2 separate regions of the Mus musculus genome follow, and region 1 is linked to region 2. Evidence: chromatin contacts called from public Hi-C data. All regions are on one chromosome and are shown on one strand. Each heading gives the region's core, a stretch centred on a gene start, on an enhancer-like site or on the middle of the called end of the contact. The rest is flanking DNA. Distances are from core to core; before and after follow the strand shown.

What was found. A called contact is a pair of places that touch in the nucleus more often than the background predicts.
Region 1: a contact with region 2 is called in a Hi-C map of the N1E-115 cell line, with 5 times the contacts expected there. The contact joins the enhancer-like site here to the promoter of 3930402G23Rik in region 2. A contact is called at or near these places in 16 of 39 promoter capture datasets (the 3T3-L1 cell line, 3T3-L1-derived adipocytes, the C10 cell line and 10 more), 1 of 15 datasets of contacts at CTCF or cohesin (the NIH/3T3 cell line), 16 of 484 Hi-C or Micro-C datasets (the C2C12 cell line, the HL-1 cell line, the N1E-115 cell line and 11 more) and 13 of 115 datasets of contacts at active chromatin or transcription factors (T-cell acute lymphoblastic leukemia, bone marrow-derived macrophages, cardiomyocytes and 9 more).

The regions. Positions count from the first base shown.
Region 1 is chr8:11,170,316-11,173,015 of GRCm38.p6, forward strand. No RefSeq gene overlaps it. Among named protein-coding and RNA genes, the nearest start is that of Gm15418, 16 kb to the right of the region's middle. Within about 2 kb of position 1,401, at least 46 of the 459 cell types and tissues checked have an H3K27ac peak or open chromatin away from gene starts, as enhancers often do. A contact at or near this core is called in the HL-1 cell line, the N1E-115 cell line, muscle stem cells and 1 more, where this site is marked.
Region 2 is chr8:10,926,889-10,929,717 of GRCm38.p6, forward strand. It overlaps 3930402G23Rik (RIKEN cDNA 3930402G23 gene), which reads right to left and starts at 1,569. Exons shown (of 4, transcript NR_135302.1): 1 at 1,381-1,569; 2 at 1,132-1,220; 3 at 397-633; 4 at 1-107.

The DNA of each region.
Region 1 (2,700 bases), core at 151-2,650, 240 kb after region 2:
ACTCCACACACACCACACACATACACACACACACCACACATATACCACACACACACACATACACACATACTCACACACACACACCACACACTTCATATATACAGTAGTAATAAATAACATGTTTTTCTTTGGCAGCACACTGAAGTATCTTTCAGCTTGTGAGGTCAGTTTCTCCCAACCGTGAGCAAGCTCTGTTCTCTGCACTGCTTTACAGTTTGGTTTACAGTTTGTTTGTTTTGTTTTGTTTTGTTTTCTTTTTCTTTTTCCAGTGGAGCGCAGTCATCTCTGCAGGGCTGGAAACATAACCACCGATTTGCTCTTTTTAACTTGGAGAACAGAGACTCCTGTGTGTGAATCTCTGTACATAGTTCATGTAACCATTGTTCTGTGGGTAGACCTGTTCTTCCATGTTCTGTGAACCCATGGCTGGATCTTTGCATGCTACGTGTCCTGGAATAAATACCTGGAAAAGGATAACCAGAAAGACAAGGCTGCTCTCAGCCCCTCACACTTGGGAGGGATAGGACACATTTTCAGTAATGCTCAAGTAAGCCACATACTGTCACACTATGAGCTGTGACACGACCCCTCAGGGGAATATCTTGCTTAAAGCTGGTATCTGGGTCCCTCCCAGACTGCTAACTCAGTGGCTCCAGGCTGGCCCCGATGTATCTCTGACCAGATGCTGCGGGTTGGGCTGCCACATTTGGGGAATACTTCAGTCAGACGGTAGCAATGCCTTCAGAGAGCAGGTAACAGCCTGACCTCTGGAGCTGCAAGGAACTGGGGCTTGGGGGTCAGGTCACCTGGCCTACCCTTGCCAAGTAAATAAGAAGATAAGCCCCTCAAGAGGAGTTTCCCAGACCATCACCCACTGGAAACCCTTCCTCAAGTTGTTGACACTCATTTGTCCTCCTCAGAGAATGACCCAGTGCCTCAGAGCCTCCCACGCCCTTTCAGCATGTCCCCCATTCCTGGTCCAGCCTACCTTTTTCATGGTGCCTAAGACATGACAGCTGCTGCCATCCCTAAAGTCTCAGCCCTCCAATACACGTCATTTTAATATAATCTTGCCCAATGATATGAAGAAGATATGAATGGGAAGTCCACAGAGGACCCCTGAACCTGTGAACTTGGTGCCTTGATGTTATCAGTCAGGCCGGCCAAGTGTCCCTGTGCAATCAGCCCCTGCTGCAATCTGGGGTATCTCTGTCTTAGATGTGATATTTTAAACTATAGGACAGGATCCCCAGGGTAGGAAGGATATGCAATATTGTCCACCCTCTCATAACTAGGAGCCGAAAGAATACAAAATGCCATGCACTCTCCTCGGGACACAGTCTGTGTGGCATTTACTCTCAGGACGCCGGCCAAGAGCGGCTGGCAGCAGCAGATCCAGAGTAACAGAGTGTGGACGTCTCCCTCATGTGACACAGGAGCCAAAGGTCTGAGTCATCTGAGCTCCAGGCCCATATCCAGGCTTGGGGAACGCTCTCTGCTCCTTTTTTAAGATCTAACCTTTCAGTCCTTGAGGTTCTTTGCTTGGTCTCCTCACTTAGCAAGCAGTGCACCCATCCACTAGAAGTCACACAGCTGCACAAATCTCCAGGGACTGAGGCGCACAGGGTCTCCTTTATCCTGGAAAATAGACATGTCTTAACTCTCTGTTTCTCAGGAACAGGTGAAGCTTGGAACAAGTCTAGTTAGCCAACAGTAGGATATCATTCCAGGGGTCTTTCTAACTAGGTGGAGCCTCACAGTCATGACCATAGTTCAGAGGTGCAGGGAGTGAGGTTCAAAACCATCTTTGGTGGCTTTTCTGGGGACTCTGAAAAATTCCCAGGGACCCAGGCCTTTCTGCTGCTTGGCTGCATTGTCTTGCATTCTGCATGGCTGCGGGCGTGTAAGGCCCAATAAGGAGCAACTAAGATTCTTGCTGTGTGGTGAGCAGCAATGGTGAGAGTCTGTGAGGATCTGTGGGCTGGGATGGCTGTGGATACAGAAGACAGGTCCTCCTCAGGTTCAAGGGGGCAAATAACAGGCCTAAGGCAGGGTGAACTCACTTGCTAACATGGAGAGTGACAGAGCTGGGATTCCTGGCTCACTCCGTCTTCTGAGCTACTTTAAAGTTCTGGGATGATTTGTCAAGAGGAGAGACGGCTCCTGGTTGGAACCGTGGAATCAACTGCAGAACATCTGGTCTGTGAGAGAATGGTGGGTCCTGCCCAAACCCATCTTCAGAGTCGTTCTATATCCTAGAAGGAATATAGAGTCTGAGGGCCTGTGCTGAGCAGACCCTAAAGTAGGGCACACAGGCCTGAGCAGTAAATTGAAGCAGAGGCAAGGTGAGCTTCCAATAAGCTTGGGAAGAGCAGAAGATGGCGGGAGGGTAGTCCTGCCTGAGGTTTATGTCTTTACAGCTGTTGTTTATTGAGAGGAAACTGAACAGTGTTTAGTAAATAGTCTTAGGGAGCACAAAACCCTCACAGCCTTGCAAAGGAAGCATTGCTGGGTGAATTACACCACCAAAACGGCATGGTCAAGTCGACAGCAGTTCAGATGTCACCTCACAAGGACATCCGTCTCTGCAGCTATGACAACTTAGAACAAAACGAGATTTTGATGGCCTAGCCAGAACCCTGATCCATCTAAAGAGAGAGTGGGGTGGGCACACACAGAGAAGAAGTGACATGGACCATG
Region 2 (2,829 bases), core at 319-2,818:
CTTAGCAAGTGGTAACTGACAATGAAGAGATAGTTCAATCCATGTCCAGGTTCCTGGATGTCTTGGTTCAGATTTCCCAGAGGCAAGCTCGGTGATTGTTCCTGGTTCTGTAGCAAGAAAGGCAACAACGGGTCTGAGAGCAGGGAACACAACACTAGGGAGTCTGCAAATTTCCTGCAAGCTTCATGGGGAAATGTAAGGCTACTGCAGCAAGGATCCTGTGCACCCTGCTCTCCTGACCCCGTGAGACATAAAGGCTGGGTATCCTGTGCTGAGGGCTCCACCCTCCCCTCCTGTATTCTATGCAGGCTCCTGAAGCCCTACATCTGGGGGAAAGTGAGGTCGTGTTAGTTCCTCTGAGACTCCCAAGGGTCTAACTGCAACGTGTGGTAGTACCTTTGCCACCCAGGGAATCCACTGGGACTCACAGGACAGGCTGACTCTGCCTGTCCTCCACTTGGCTCCATGATACTGTGCTTTGACTGAGCCCATGGGAGGCCTCACTGGGAGGTGGCACTGGCTTAGTATTGCTCCTGCTATGTCCAAGTAGAATCCTTGCCTCCGCCATAAATTGTCAGTGGCATGGAGCCATTGGCTACTCAGTTCAGTTCCTTGGGTGACAGGACTGCAGCTCTATAGAGGGAGAACATAGATGTGTTCTCTCAACAAATAGTTGAAGCTAAAGATGGAGTCTTCTCACACTGAGTCCAAGAACTCACAGCCACACGCATAATCAGCCTCTCACTGGAACTGCCCAAGACCCAGATGCTCCCAAACCCTCAACAGTGAGCTCAGAAACTCATGAGCCAAAGACATAACCTGACAAAGCAGACCTGTGGCAGACACACAGTCCAGAGTGCTAGCCAAGCACACTCAAGCAGCAGGAGAGTGAACTCCAGGTGCAGCATAAACGAATAAGGGGTACTCAACAAAGCCACAAAAGGGATTGTGATCTATAGTTAGGCATTGTTACGTCAGGGCTGGCATGATCAAGGCCACCATCTTCCGTTTGATCGTTTGTTGTTTGTACTTCTGATTTTAAAAATGAAGGTACAAAAATATTACGCAGTCACAAACACACTGGCACAGGAGGCAAGCATGAATCACCCATAAGGGATCGAATCCACGTACCTTCACGTCCATGGGTGTGAAGCATCCTGGTGTTGGCTGGAGTAGATGGAACTGTGGGTGACTTCATGAATGCAGGGTTTCCTCCTGGCCTGATAAAAGGAAAACGTTCTGAAACTGAATTGCGGTGTCAACTACACAGCTCTGTGAACAGTCTGAAAACAGTCATGCCGGGTCCCACCACATCGAATGATTTACGTCTTAACAAAGGTAACAAAACCTATAGAGGGGCATCGAAGCAAGGACTCCCACCTGGCTTCTTCGTCACACTGTGCTCATGACCTCTATTCAGCGTCACCAGTAAGCCATGATCTCTTCTGGGGCAAAGGCCCCTGGGATTTGGATGGATGCCCAGGACTACAATCAAATGTTCTGGGGGGACCTGGTTCGACTCATTTCCTGGCTCACTCACACATTCCCCTTTGAGGTCTTATCCCAATGAAACAGCTCGTTCCGGTGGAGCCAGAGACTTCCAGAAGGCAGGGCCAACTTGGTCAACATCTCGGCAGCTTGAATCCCGTTGGCCTGGAAACGGTGCAAGTTTATCTATTTTGTAACCAAGCCCCGGCTCAATGAAATGTACTTTCCGCTGAGCTCCTCTCAGGGGCTTTGCCTTTCTCTGTCTATAGGGGAGGGATCGTTGCCAGGGGGATCTGGCTCTGTGGACAAGCTGATTTCCCAACCTGGGTAAGCTGGCTTTGCGTCCCAGGGTGTGCACGTCGGTCCGAGCCCTGATGACGGCAGAGCCCTCGGCTCTCGTCCCAGATGTCCACCTCCGTAAACAGTGCGGAAAAGCCCAAGCATCTCCTTGTTGCTTGGAAACCTAGGACAGACCTAGGGGGAGACAGTTTGATGGCCTAGTGAGTACCACCCTGAGTCTGTGATGAAAGCCTAAAGGAAAGGGGGGTGCCAGTAGACAATGGAGCCTCAGCTCTCCCCAAGCTCAGGCAGTCCCCTGGGCTGTTCTCAAGGCATCCAAGCTGCCCTGACAAGAAGGAGACAAAGCACTTCCCAGGACAGTGGGAACCCTGCCAGAAACTTCCAGCTCCCCGACATTCCCAGCCTTGCCTCTTGGGTCCTTTAAGACCTGTGAACTCACTCTGAAAGACAACTTTGGATCCCCTGGAACTGGGCTTACAAGGAGCAGTGAACCACCTGATGTGGGTTCTGGGAACTGAACCCCGATCATCTGTAAGAATAGCATCGTGTGCTTAACCTTCTAGCCACTGAGACTTCTCTCTAGACCCATCTCGGTCACTACTTTTAAAATGAAACCATTTTAGAAGTGTAAGACATATTACACTTTCCAGGAGTGAAGGATTGGGAGGGGGGTGTGTGTGATAGGGCTTGGTGTTGTCAGAACACCGGATAAGTGAACCCACACAGGAAAGAGAACCAAATACGAGGTACAGGTACCCACAGTGTGGCCCCTTTGCACAACCTGTGTACTATCTGTGTGCCATGGCTTTCCAAACCCTCCCCCTTGGGAGAAACTTGGCACAGGGTCGATTCGTGTTGTTCCTACAACTGCATATGAATCCAGGTATGCAATGGCCTTACATGTTTTAACTCTATTTGTTTTGTAAACAAACATGTTATGCTTTATAACTGCAGTGCTGTGCTGGTGAACAGTACACTACGTTACGAATTTGGTGTCTTAAGGCATCAATTAGTCACAATCAAGACACTGAGTAAAGTTAG